2 separate regions of the Hordeum vulgare genome follow, and region 2 is linked to region 1. Evidence: chromatin contacts called from public Hi-C data. All regions are on one chromosome and are shown on one strand. Each heading gives the region's core, a stretch centred on a gene start, on an enhancer-like site or on the middle of the called end of the contact. The rest is flanking DNA. Distances are from core to core; before and after follow the strand shown. Region 1 holds the start of LOC123429852. Region 2 holds the start of LOC123429853 (anthocyanidin 3-O-glucosyltransferase 2-like).

Region 1 (7,356 bases), core at 1,567-4,066:
TCAGGAATCAACGTCTTCAACTCCTTCGTTGTCGCCTTCTTCATCATAGTGTCGGCCTCCTTGTGCACTTCAACCATGCTCGTGAAGTTCGAGCACACTTCCATTGTTTCCTTAAACTTCCTGCAGTCATTGAGCAAGCACCCGATGAAGAATGCCCTTCATCACATGCCCTATGGGAAAGGGTTGGGGTTAGAGTTCATGGTGAGGGAGAGGTGGTGAAACAAAAAGGTTGAAGAAGAGAGGGGGTGAAAATGAGAGAGGAGGTGAAAATGAGAGAGGATTCGATTGCGGTGTTGGGTAAGAGCGTCTCTAGCAGATCCCGTAAAAGGGCCGAACCTGTATAATTCCGACGAGTATACGGGTTCGACCCTTTTTCTTGCCAGAATACACAATATATCGCGGATTCGGCCCATAATTGTTTTACCGTGGCCCGCAGAAAGACCCCTTCCACCGCTATTTATGCGGTTTCACCGCTTGGATACGGGTCAAATCCTATCCGCCTCCGCCGCCGCTCCGCCGTGATTCCTCTCCCACTTCGTTCGAATTTGTCGCCGTCGCCGAGCCTAAAAAAACCCTAGCGCCCCGTACCGGCCCCATGGACGGCCACGGAAATGGTGGCGATGACGCGGAGCACCGCCGCCGCCGCATCTCCGACGCTGCATGCAAGCGGGGGGCATGGAGGTGGCTCAACTACGGTAGCCAGCTGCCCTCGGCTTTCAAATGCCGCGAGCTCGACGAGTACGAGCGCGAGCTCGCGGTCCAACGCCGCGCCTCCTCTGGCTCCTCTACTGCTTTGAGGTCGTCCGCAGTCGCTCGAGCTCGTGGCGGATCACTCCGGTCAAGAGAGAGCCGGAGAAGCTGAGGCCGCTCGCCGTCAAGATCGAGGCCAATGCTGACCCGCCGCATCGAGGCGTCATCGGCCCCGAAGACTACCTCCTCCCGGGGCAGGAGGACCACCTTGTGCGCGCCATCATGGAGTGCTGGGTGAGGGAGGCGTAGGAGACCGAGACGCGCATCCGCCACGAGCTCGAGGATTGAGGAGATCTCCCTCGAGCAGGGCTTCGCGGCGTCGCAGGCGCACGCGTCCATGGAGGCCGACCCGCGCGTCATGAAGGCCGAGCAGGCCAAGGTCTGGATCGACCTCGACTCCGACGAGGATTGAGATCCTCTAGCTCCTTCGTCGCGTCATCGCTACCATACCCATCGCTTTTGGTAGCCTAGGCTCGGGTACGCTGCACGGCCCGCAGATCCCCCCTCCTACGTAGTAGTGTGATGTAGTTGGATGAGGAACTATATATCTATGTTGTCTATGATGATCAACTATGTATGATGAATGTCTTTGCTTGCAAGTTTCTCCCATGAATGTTTTTTTTCCAAAATTTACAGTTTCATATATGGGGACTGATGTGCAGCGCACGAATTCGCCCACAAATCTGCTCAGCAGTGAGGTGTAAACGCATTTTGTGGCTCGATATTATACGGGGTCTGTTAGAGATGCTCTAAGAAGTGTGGGTAAATATATGAGAGTTAGGCCGGTAGGAATGAATGTTGACCTTTGAATTGCGTGTTGTCGATAATGCAGATGGGCAAGGGCAAGGAGGTGGTGCCACCATTGAAGAAGGGCAAGGAGGTGGTGACGCCATTGGTGGACGCCCTGGTGCAGGATCCCCTAACGCCAAGCGAAGGAACTACGTGCACTACCATGAGGAGGCAGGACCAACCCGCTTCTGCAAGGTGATCTTTCCTCGAAAGCTATAGGCTCTATCTTTGCCTCTGGACTTCATGAACCACTTCTCCGTCGTGCCTACAGAGTTCAGTCTGAAGACGAACACCGGCTTCGTTGCCGTTCACCAGGTCAGAATCGGGTACATGCTGACTTTCAAGTTGCTCACCCGAACACCATGAAGGTGTTTGTCTTTAACGACGACGACGTGGAGGTGGTCATCAAGTGCAAGAAGCACAGCGAGGCCTTTGCCGTGACCGCGTAAATGACCTCTCGTTTTAGTTCCGTGTTGCGAGTTGTTCGTTTAAGACTATTATGTACTACGATATCGCTTAAAATTTATTGTACTATGTTCAACTTTTGTGCGTGGTTAAACTTTAATGTGTGCTTAAGTTTGTTCCGATTGCTTTATTTTTATGCATCTGGTAACCTCATCATATAGAGGAGGAGGTTACCACACTATGGTTCTGGATGTAACCAAATAATCGGACCTGTGTTTCGTCTCAAACCAAACCACAACCAAATACATGCCTTCCTTTTCGGCACATGCAGTCTAGAGTGAATTCAAGGAACCAATCAATATGAAGATATTGATTTTTTATCTGTATATGCTTAATCAGACTCAACTGAAACAAATATGTGAAGTACCAAAAACCATGCAGGTAACGTTCCAGCTGGGCTCGATCTTTCTGGGCAGATTCTAGTCTAGGATCAAAACCCCATCGCGCCGTTCCATGTCAACGTGCAAGCAGCGCTAACCGTCGATGGATGGATATCATGGATGCATCTGCGTAACCACACAATGGTGAAAGGTTTCCTCTCAGATGCGACGGACGAACGCGACACTACTGCTCACTATACTCTCGAGTGAAAGTGGTTTGGCTGACGGACCACACCACGTTCTGGCGTTGCCGCGGCGAGGTTAAACCAAACCAGTACGTACTCCGTCGCATACAATAGAGAATAGACTTAGTCAAGAAGCATACGCTTGGCAGGGACGACATTATGGCCACCCCTAACCGCCACCTTCCCCACCACCGTGAGAGCCATCAATGCCGTCCTCGCCCCGCCTTAAATCCCTCCTCCTACCTCCCCTCCATCCATCACACCGCCCGCACATTGCCTGCTTACTGGCTCCCCGCCATTGCTGACCAAAATCACAACCACCACCACGCATCCTCGCCCGCGGCCCGCGACTATATATATACCCCCCGCGCGCGCTGACGCAGTGGCAGATCGCACAGGCGGCGCGCGGCCTAGCTAGCTGTATTGCACTGTCCACCACCACCAGGCACCATTATCAAATACCTCCGGCGAGAGTTTCAGCGATATTTCTGGAGAGCTTGGCGCGGAAGGAGGAGCGGCGGCATGGTGTTCTTCTGCTTCCTGGTGGACCAGCGGCGGAAGGTGCGGAGCAGCAAGCCGGCGGCGGGCATCTGCTCGCGGTGCGGCGGCTGCGCCAGCGTGGCGGACATGGAGACGGCCACCCGGCTCTGCTACCTCCTCACCGTGCACCGCGTCACCTGGCGCGCCATCATCTGCACCTTCTGCGGCGCCATGCTCAAGTCCTACCGCCACTACCGGCTCTACTAGACCCGCGGTCGTTGACGCTGATTGATCTGCGCGCGCGACGGCCGTCTCCACCCGCGTCCCGTTTGCCGACGGCGGTGGAGCATGCATGTATGTGCCAGCTAGTTTTGTTTGCTCCATCTGCTTATTAATTTGTGTTTTTAGCCGTGCTCTCTAGCTAGCTTGGCCTTGGAGATTGTTGCACTGGATTCTTGTGGTCTTATGTACATATAGTATTATGCAAGGTGGCAAGTCTTGATTAGTACTCCGAGATAAGGTTGCATTGCCCTCTCTTCTCGATTAGTATCTCCGTCAGGAACAATAGGAATTGTTAGCACGATCTCATGCAAGAGAGAAGAGGGAAGCATTAGGATCTCTATTTGTTATCCATCACTAATTAGTTCCTCTTGTAATAGCATGGCTGTTCATACATTTCCCCTCTCCTCTCCACGGCATTAACCGTGTGATTCCTCACAATATTCATCTTTTCTTCTTGTTGGGAAAATCACACCTTTCATCTGACAAGGCCCTACTATCTACTACTGCTATGAGATATTTTTTCCAAATAAACAAGGACGGGGTATATTCGTGTTGCGTTGTCGTCAAATTTGTTCCGTCAATTCCTGCGAAAGATAAATTATTCTGTCAAAAAATTTGCCTGCTGGAGGGGAAAGCAACAGCATTTGGCAAATTGAAACCTCATGCCAGGCCGACCACCAGCAGATGGGCATTAACTGCATGTGCATCATGGCATACGAGGACATATGGCACATGGATGTGGACAGCCCATACCAAACTGCTGCGCTCGTGTAAATTTCGGTGGCCCACGATGTACAATGTCTGCGCCAGCTAGCGGGTCTCTGTTAAGAGCATCTCTCGCACACCTCCACAAAAGCATTTTACAGTTAGACAAAATGAAGTTTTACGGGATGGAATGTTGCGCTGCAAAACAGACCCCACATAATCAAACTGTATAATTTAAAAAAAATCACGGACGAAATTAAAACCACATTCATTACATAGTAGACGATCGTACAAAATACATTCAGAGTGCATCACTTACTAGAAGGGGGTAAAGGTAAGCTAACCTACCGGAGCTACTAGCTATCCTACCACACTATGCAAAATTGAGCTCATCGGAGTCGAGCTCGTGTGGTAGTAGATGCGGAGTGCGCTCACTATTCGTCCTCGTCGAAGGAGAGCTTGACGTAGATGCGCTCCTGCGCAGTCGCTTCGCGGCACCACTCCTCCACCTTGTGGCAGAAGGCGAGGGCCGACGCGAGACCCTGCTCGTAGAGCACGGTGTCAATCTCTCTCTTCCTTCTGGCGGCGCTGCTGGTCCTCTTCCGCCTCCCGCGCACTCCGTGGGAGCAGCGCGGGCAAAAGGCTACCCGCCTCCACTGGGAGGGGGGAGGGGGGGGGGATCCTCCGGTCCGATGATGCCCTCGACACGTCACTCCGGCACCGCCTCGGCCTTCGGCTCCATCTTCACCGGAGGGAGGGGGAGCGCGAGCTCAATGCCTCGGAGGAGCTGTCGGAGAAGAGGCGGCCGCGCGCGCGGTTGTACTCCTCTATCTCGCGATGGAGGAGTGACAACGGCGGCGTCATGCCCCATTGCATGTACCGGCGGGCGGCGCGCTTCCGGGCGGCGTCGGATCTGACGCGACGAGCCCTCTCGGGGTCGTCGTTCCTACGGCCGTCGGAGTTGGCCATCAAGGGCGATGGAATGGAGTGGCTACGCGGCGGAATGGAGGCGCGTGGCGGCGGATCTGAGGCGCCGACAATAAGGTGGGGGACTTTCGCGACGGCAGAGGGATAGAGTTTCGACCCGCATCCAGCGGCCGAACCCACATATATAGCGGTCGAGCGGTCACGTTTACAGGCCACCGCCAAAATTTTACGGGTCGGGCCGCGTTTATAGTACCTGATATGGCACAAAAAACAACCCAAACCCGTATAGTCGCCGGAATTTTACAGTTTCGACGATTATACGGGGTCTCCTAGCGATGCTCTAAAGAAAGTACAATAATTTACAACTGTCGCCAGAGCCCAGATGCCTTTTTTGTAACAAGAAAAGTCACCAAGAGGTGCCAACTTCATTCTAATCATTGGCAAAGTACATCAAGCACTAGTAGAAAAAGGGTCTTTCGGCCGAGGGCCGAAAGACCATTAGTCCCGGTTCAAATCAAAACCGGAACCAATGCCAGGCATTGGTCCAGGTTCGGTTCACCTCATTAGTCCTGGTTCAGGAAAAAAGCCGGGACTAAAGATCCACCGACTGCCACGTGGCGTGCCGCAGATCATTAGTCCTAGTTTGTGGCATAAACCGGGACTAAAGGGTAGGCTATTAGTCCCGGTTTTAGACAAAAACCGGGACTAAAGTTCTGCCTATATATACCGTCGCCCCTGCCCACAGTCTCCTCTGTTTTTTGGCTGAAGTGTGCCCCTGCCATATGCCACCCTTGTCACTCTAGTTTATGCACTTGACGTGTTCGATGAAATGCCCGAGCCACACTAGTTAAGCTTTCTCCTCTCCAAACTCGACCTCCAAACTCCATTTTTCTCAATATTTGTCTACGTTTGGCCGTGCACCAACTCCACAAGTGTTTTAAAAGATTAGCTACTTCATTCTTTCATGTGTCACTTCTAGTTTAGCTCATTTGAAATGCTTAAATTAACTTCTTAGAGTCTGCACATATGTAGGGTGCCGTCCTGTGCCCGTCCTCACCGTTGTCTATCACCCTGCGCCGATCTCGTCGCGAGCACCACCGTGGTGAGCCTCTTGTTCTTGTCTTCTTTTTAAAAGAAAAAATCTTACTTGTATGATTCAGATACATACTTGTATAAATTACTTACTTTTATTATTTTTTGTTATTATATAGTACGATGGTTTTGGTATCCACCTTCGTCGGCCCTCATCCTGTCTATGATTCGGATGTGGTATATATTACCTTTTATAACTATTTGTTTTATTTATTGTTTATGACAATTATGACGACCAACGTGACATATATGTTTTAATCTAGGAGGTATGTGAACCGGAAATTCCAACCCACATAGAAATTCTTCTCGAGAAGTTAAATTTGGTTGGAAAAGAAAACAAATACTTGAAGGAAAAATTGAAAATAATTGAGGACAAGAATATGGAACTGGAGTTGCATGTCGTCGATGTCATCGATGATCGCAAGATGAAGATCGATGTGATGTTGTTGAAGATGGATGCAATGCGCTTGAAGACTAGGAATATTAGAAAATATGCCATTGATAAAGAGGCTTGGTATTATTATGCTGTTGGGTCAATTGTTACCTTAGTTGCGATTTTGATCGCATTTGTTGTTGCATTTAAATGTTTTACATAGTTGTATGTTGTTTTATGAGAGAACTTTATATATTTATTTTTGCAATAATAAAGTTTGATCACTACTGAGCTTTGGTTTTAATGTGATGATGAACTTGTATTAATTTGGTCATTTCTTTATTCATGATGTTCTGCAATGGTTTTTTGATATACTTAATTTCATAATAGAGATGAACCGCTAATGGATGTATGGTGACCGGCGCACTTCGGAGTACATTACGAACCGAGTCTAATTAATGCCCGAGTCACACTAAAGTTCACACAAAATGGTATCCTCGACCGAGGTTAGCAACCTTCTTCATGTGTAATTGATACAAAAATATTGCATGTGTCAATGTACGGTGGTCATTTCACTATTCATGTATGATGCCAGATCGATGCACGAAAACGATGGATGTACGATGAACGACGCAGTTCCGGATTTATTGCAGGCCTGCATAAATTTATCGATGTGGCTGAGGCAAACAAAGTGGATAATTTTATGCCTTGCACATGTGTTGGTTGTCGAAACGGGAAGGAGTACTCTAGCTCGAAAGTCATTCATCTCCTCTTGTTTCAGAGAGGTTTCATGCCCACATATTATTGTTGGACCATGCACGGAGAAAGAGGGGTTACGATGGAAGACAATGAAGAAGAAGATGATGATGACAACTATCATATGTTCACTGAAGAACACGGTGATACTACAATGGAAGACAATGAAGAA
Region 2 (6,747 bases), core at 822-3,321, 340 kb after region 1:
ACAACACCTAGTTTGATATTGTGTGACATTACATGTGCTATTAGCATTGCATGCGACCCTATGAAGAATGAGCTCAACAAGCATATCGGCGTTGATGTTTTCTATATGTGCCTTGGTGTGCATAATCAGATTATTGCTCTTTGATATATGCCTTTCGAGTTACGGTTACCGGATTTTTTTACTTAAGCCCAATCTAGAACGCAACATGACTACTATCTCTCCGAACCTAATGTATTTATCCACCTTTAGTTTGAGGGGTGTTAGGGTTATGTCCTATTTTCTCATTGTATGAGGGGTTTAGTTCTTATTTACCCCCCACCCCCACCCCACCCCCACCCCCACACACAGATACATATATTGGCCAATGACCCTGATGAAATACAAATTACATATTTCCTAACAAATCCTTCTACGTGAAAAGAAAAGGACATCACTAACTAATGAATGTACATTTATCAATCCCCGCGAACGCCTTCGGATTGTCACATCCCGATTGAATGCGTGAGAATTATTCTACGCAATGCTATGATTTTTCTCCCATTTTTTTATACTACATGTTAATTTTCGTTTTAGAGCATGATAAATCTCTACAACATCATATCAATTTTGTATGTTTTCACATGGAAATGGAAATTATGGACTTTCACCAGGAATTATAAATTCCCAAAAGCAAAACTCAAATAGATAATCTAACTTTAGTTTTTTAACATTATCGAAAAGAAACTATTTTAAAGCGGTTCTTGTCCGTCCACGATCTTTGAATTATCCATCGGGAGTCCTTATAACATCTACAGCCCACCGTCCCAAACATACCTGATACGTCCGGACGGACCATCCGGTTACCGACCGATCACAAAATTTTGATCCAACAAAACAGTTTAAACTAGGCTCAAATGCCCGAGGTGACCGACACAGCCCAAATATGAGACGGAAGCCTGCCACATGAGCCTGGCCCGCGCTAGCCCGCAACGACCCCACATATATTCTTCCCCGTCCGTTTGTTGGACAAAACCCTAACCACTTCACTTCACTCCCTCCGCCATCCAAGCTCACCTCCGGTGATCTCCGGCCGTCTCCGGCATGACGGGTAGCGGATCCTAGTCCTTCATCTCCAGATCTGTCGATCATGAGCTCATCATACGTAGCCCCGAGGAGGAGTTGGCAGTCCGGCTTGCGCTCCGCCGCTCCCGGAAGGCGGTCGCCCGATGGCAACGCTCGGACTCGCAACGCCGGAAATACATTGCGTCCGCACAACCGGTGCATGGATCCGGCGTCGCTGCCTCATCAGAGGCGATGCGGTTCGTGTGGCGTCCAAACGTCGTGGCGGACGTGCAATCCCTGCATTGGCTCGCCGAGGACGCACAATGGGCGTCTCGGGACGCAAACATGACACGACATACCTGTCGTGCAAGGCAACGGGCATGGAATGCGGCAGAGGCCTTCGTGGCGGTGGACGTTGAAGAGGGAGTGTCGCATTTTCGACGCCTCGTATGATGAATCAGTGCGGGTGCCGCAACCGCGTCGTGGTGCACGTCGGCTCCTCCCATGTTCACACGCACCGTACGAATTACGGCTCGACGAGGAAGAGTAGGGCATGAGAGATGGCGAAAACTCGACTCACATGATCTGACTAGTGTCCCATGTCCTACTCTACCCCGTTGGCGATTGGACGGACGCTACAAGGGACGCAACCAACCGCCGGACATGGACACATCGGAGCCGGACGAGCTCCGCTTACTATTAGGTTTATGTTGTAATGTAATAGTATGGATTTAAGGTTTTCTAATTTAAGATATCCGATTATAGAGGTTTGACCGGTCGGTGTACACGAACGCATCGGATACGTTTGAAAGGTCGAATTTGTTCTCGATGTAGATGCTCTTGGGTCCTGCCTATTCACAGTATTAATACGATGACACCGAAAATGGAGAATCCTAGTATTGGGAAAAAAGGTAAATATTCCATGGATATTGCTGTACTACATATGGCGCGGCATATTTGTTATTTTTCGAAGAAGACGACGTATAGTCGGCAGGTTGTACCTTTCGGTGGCAAAGCTGATGCGATTTGGATGCGACCAAAGCGAGGGTTGCTAAGACAGGGGCCTGGCGTGATCACCTCAAGAGCTATTGTGCCCACTCAGGTCCTAGCCAGAGCTCGCCACTTTTGACCAGAATTTCAGGTGCCATTGTGTCCACTCAGGTCCATCAATGGCGTGCCGCCCAACCGTGGTCGTCGTGCCGAAATGGGGATCCGGCCACTTCATATCCGCGCTCGAAGCCGGCAAGAGGCTTCTCGCCACCGGCCGGGGCGCCTTCACGCTGACCGTGCTCGTCATTCACGCGCCGTCGGAAGCAATGGCGTCGGAGGTCCAGGGCCACGTGTGCCGAGAGGCGGTTTCCGGCCTCGACATCCGCTTCCTCCAGCTCCCCGCCGTTGAGCATCCCACCTGCTGCGTGGACCCTGCTGAATTCGCGTCCCGGTACGTCCAGCTCCACGCGCCCCACGTCAAGGCGGCCATCGCGGGCCTGGGGCCGTCGTCCCGGGTGGCCGCGGTCGTCGTCGACCTCTTCTTCACTGCCCTATTCGACGTTGTCCACGAGCTCGCCGTGCCGGCGTACGTGTACTTTTCCTCCCCCGCCGCGTTCCTGGCGCTCATGCTGCGCCTGCCGGCGCTACGCGAGGATCTGACGGGTGCCGGGTTTGAGGCGATGGAGAGCACGGTGGACGTGCCCGGGCTGCCGCCGGTGCCGCCGTCTTACATGCCTGCCTGCCTCGTGAAAGCAAAGATCCAGAGCTACGACTGGTTCGAGTACCACGGACGCCGCTTCATGGAAGCCAGGGGCGTCATCGTGAACACCTCCCTCGAGCTCGAAGGCTCGATTCTCGCGGCAATCGCGGACGGCCGCTGCGTTCCCGGACTCCGTGCTCCGGCGCTCCACGCGATCGGCCCGGTGATCTGGTTCGGCTCGACGGACGACGAGCAGCCGCACGAGTGCGTCAGGTGGCTCGACGCGCAGCCGCCGGCTTCGGTGGTTTTCCTCTGCTTCGGGAGCATGGGGTCCCTCGACGCCGCACAGGTGAGGGAGGTAGCCGCCGGCCTGGAGCGCAGCGGCCACCGCTTCCTGTGGGTGCTACGAGGCCGGCCCGTCGCCGGCACGCGGCTCCCGACGGACGCGGACCTGGCCGAGCTGCTCCCGGAGGGGTTCCTGAAGGCGACCGCGGGGAGGGGGCTGGTGTGGCCGGCATGGGCGCCGCAGAGGGAGATCCTGTCCCACGCCGCCGTGGGCGGCTTCGTTACGCACTGCGGGTGGAACTCCATCCTGGAGAGCCTGTGGTTCGGCGTGCCGATGATTCCGTGGCCGCTGTACGGGGAGCAGCACCTGAATGCGTTCGAGCTCGTGGCCGGCGTGGGCGCGGCGGTCGAGCTGGAGATGGACCGGAGGAAGGGATTCTTCGTGGAGGCGGGCAAGCTGGAGCGAGCGGTGCGGATCCTGATGGGCGGCGCGTCGGATGAGGGGAAGAAGGCGAGGAAGACGGCAGCGGAGACGAGCACCGCGTGCAGGAAGGCCGTCGGCGAGGGCGGCTCGTCCTGCGCCGCGCTGCAGAGGCTCGTGCGCGAGATCTTGGTTTTGCCGACGGCGGGAAACGAGACCCGCTAGTTTTTTTTTATTGAAAGGAAATTCCCGCTAGTTTTGGAGCAGTATTAAGTTAGTACAAATTTTATACTAAAACAGTGATATTTATTTTAAAAAGGAGGGAGTACTTGATAAACTCTGAAACTATTTTTAAATAAACTTGGCATTTCATTGTACTTGTGACAAAAGTTCAAAAAAAAAAACTACCCTTTGACTTCTTTTTAAAAAGATAAATTTCTGATGTGAATTTATCTTTTCCCTAAAGTCAACATTGGTTATTTTTCGTGAGAATTTATATAGTAGGGCAAAACAAAACCAAGTTTAATCTAAAAATACTTTTGAACTATTTTAGTTTTTTATTTAATTATTAAAGGTAATTTCGTATGTACGATGCATATACAACCAAAAACCAAATTATATTTTCCTAGCGCAAGCGCTTTCTTCTTTAAAACCATGACAATGTGTTTGGATGTAGATATTCAAAACTCCAATGCCCAATGTTTCAAGATATTGGTATTCAGCTTCAATGCCACACTTGTTGTTTGGATGTTCATGTATTGAGTACTTGGAATCCAAGGAAAGGAGCAATGTCAAATCTTGTTTAGATGCACAAAGTGTAGAATTGAGCATTGTGAGATGTATGAACAATACAATTTCTTGTACACGTTGAAAATAAAATATGATCATCATATCATATATATGAGACATGATATATTATAATACAATAATAATTAATTATAATGAACTTGACAACTTGTACGTAACATCATCATATTATAATGAACTTGCCAACTACATGAACTGTTCAAAAAACATTAGAAAACTAAGGTCAAAACTGTATGTAACAGGAGCACATTATGATGAATTTAACAATAATATCAATTGTTGAAAAACCATGTAAAATAGGATCATTTCAATATGCAACAATAGCATATAATGATGAACTTGACAACAAAATGTTATGATAAGGTTGACAACAACATTACATATTATGACAAGTCTCACACAATCCATAAACAAGTCTTGTGCATCAACAATACAAACATGCATACATATTATCCATCGGGAGACATTCTTCTAATTCAATATCAACATCCATTCCTTCCTGAAGTCCATGGGAAGCTCAAAAAGCGCTTGGTACAAGCGTTCGCTAAGGATCAACTTACCATAAGATCGCAATATGGCAGCACGAGCCACTTGAGTGATCATTTCAAGTGTAGCAAGGATTTCAACGGGAGGTGTAACCCGAGACATAGGTAAAGGCTCAAGTGACTTCGTAGCATCATGAAATGAGTCTTTCATATCCCCAAGTAAGCACAGGATAGCATCACTAGTTCGTTGTTTTTTTGGCACTTTCAGACTCTCTTAAGTTGGTCCCGCAATTAATTCTACAACAGTTCCAGCACGTGTGACATCACCTTCACCATTTGCACGATCCTTTGAGTATATGGTGATGATAGCATCCTAGTTCTTAATGACTTGTTTTTGTAAAATGCTATTTTGTTGTTAGCCTCCACACACACACAAACATCAACATGACCTTGTTCAACCACACCTAGCATATTAGTGTTGATAGCTTGTTTCCGGTTCCTATATCTCCCTTGGTCACACATAGGCACACAAGACATCAACATGACACCCATCTAGTGCTCCAAGTGTAATGCCAAACCATTTCCATTTGTAATCGTCCAGGGTTGAGTAGAAGGATCCGGAAGCTTAATGAACTCCCCGGCTATAGATATAATCGATGTTAACACATCATCGAAGTGTGTACTAATGATCCATAAGGAGCGCTTGTATGTGCGACGCAAGATCCTCATTTTGATGTCGTGACCAACTACCAACAAGAACATTGCCACATTTTCTTCCACGGAAACAAACACGCTATCACAAAGACGAGCCCTCTCACGCAACATTGCACATAAGTCATGAAAGTTTATTTTTGTTAAATGGAGCTGATCATAGCATGTTACTTCCTCCCCATCATACAATCCTTTGAGAAAATACTTTCGATGCATTATCCTTTCCTCGTCATCAGTAAAGCTCCCTAAATCCCTTGGTGTCCTCTTCATACTAAGATATGATATCCCAAAAAGAAATGATTCAACGTACAGTTTAGTCAAAACAATAGTTACCTCTTTATTCTTTTATTCTCCTCGTTTATGTAAGCAACCAAGTCCAAGTTAGACATGGTGCACCTACATTACATTTCAGAAATTAGACATGCCTATTTCTTTCAATCACACAAGCAAATTTACATAACAAACATCGCATATGACATGAGAGCATAGCACAAACTATTAATGGATGAACAAAGCTTAGATCTACCTCTAGGACGTGCCACTCCCAGCTAAAGAACCTGCAAATTTAAAAGAGAAAATTTGTTAGGCAGAGGGGCCAAATCAGCTGTGGGGAAGGTAGGGATGGGGGTGGGAGATGCATTCGATGAGACGGATGGACAAAGATGCGGATGGAGATGGGGTCGAGCCGCATGGGGGGTGGGGCGGGTGCCGAGGAGGCTGCGGGGAAGATGTGGAGAGGGGGATGTCGGTGTTGAGGGGGAGGAGGGGTGAGGCCGGTGCTGGCCGGAATAGAGAAGGAACGAAGGGAGAGGAGGGGGCGGTGTTGGCCGAAATGGAGGGGGTGAGGCCGGGGCTGGCCGGAACGGAGGGGGGGACGGGGTGAGGCCGATGCTGGCCGAAACGGAGGAGGAACGGAGGGTGAGGAGGGGGCGGTGCTGGTCGGAGCGGAGGGGGAGGAGGGATGAGGACGGTGCTGCAGGAACGGAGAAGGAATGGAGGGGCAGGAGGGGTGCGGCCGGGGCTCACCTGCGCCGCCACTTTGTCGCCGTTGTGCCACCGCTTCTCCCCTCGCTGTCGTCACTTTTCGTTTTTGGAGGGATATGGGTGGAGCGCTCGGGCTCTCGAGCAAAATCATCCCAAAACCAAGCGCCCGAGCAAGGAATTGGGGAAGAGCACGCGAAGTGTTCCCAGGCTGCGTCCAATATCACGATCCAATGCCACGGTCCAATATTTGGACCACCCAAACTCTAGCATTCCAGAGTGGCAAATACCAATACCCAATTCCACCCCTCAATCTCAACATCCAA

What was found. A called contact is a pair of places that touch in the nucleus more often than the background predicts.
Region 2: a contact with region 1 is called in a Hi-C map of leaf, with 5 times the contacts expected there. The contact joins the promoter of LOC123429853 here to the promoter of LOC123429852 in region 1. A contact is called at or near these places in 2 of 6 Hi-C or Micro-C datasets (leaf and seedling) and 1 of 1 datasets of contacts at active chromatin or transcription factors (embryo).

Annotation. Positions count from the first base shown.
Region 1 is chr2H:164,835,602-164,842,957 of MorexV3_pseudomolecules_assembly, forward strand. LOC123429852 reads left to right here and starts at 2,817. Exons shown (of 1, transcript XM_045113827.1): 1 at 2,817-3,797. The coding sequence starts at 3,092. The coding sequence ends at 3,316.
Region 2 is chr2H:165,177,733-165,184,479 of MorexV3_pseudomolecules_assembly, forward strand. LOC123429853 (anthocyanidin 3-O-glucosyltransferase 2-like) reads left to right here and starts at 2,072. Exons shown (of 1, transcript XM_045113828.1): 1 at 2,072-3,814. The coding sequence starts at 2,211. The coding sequence ends at 3,662.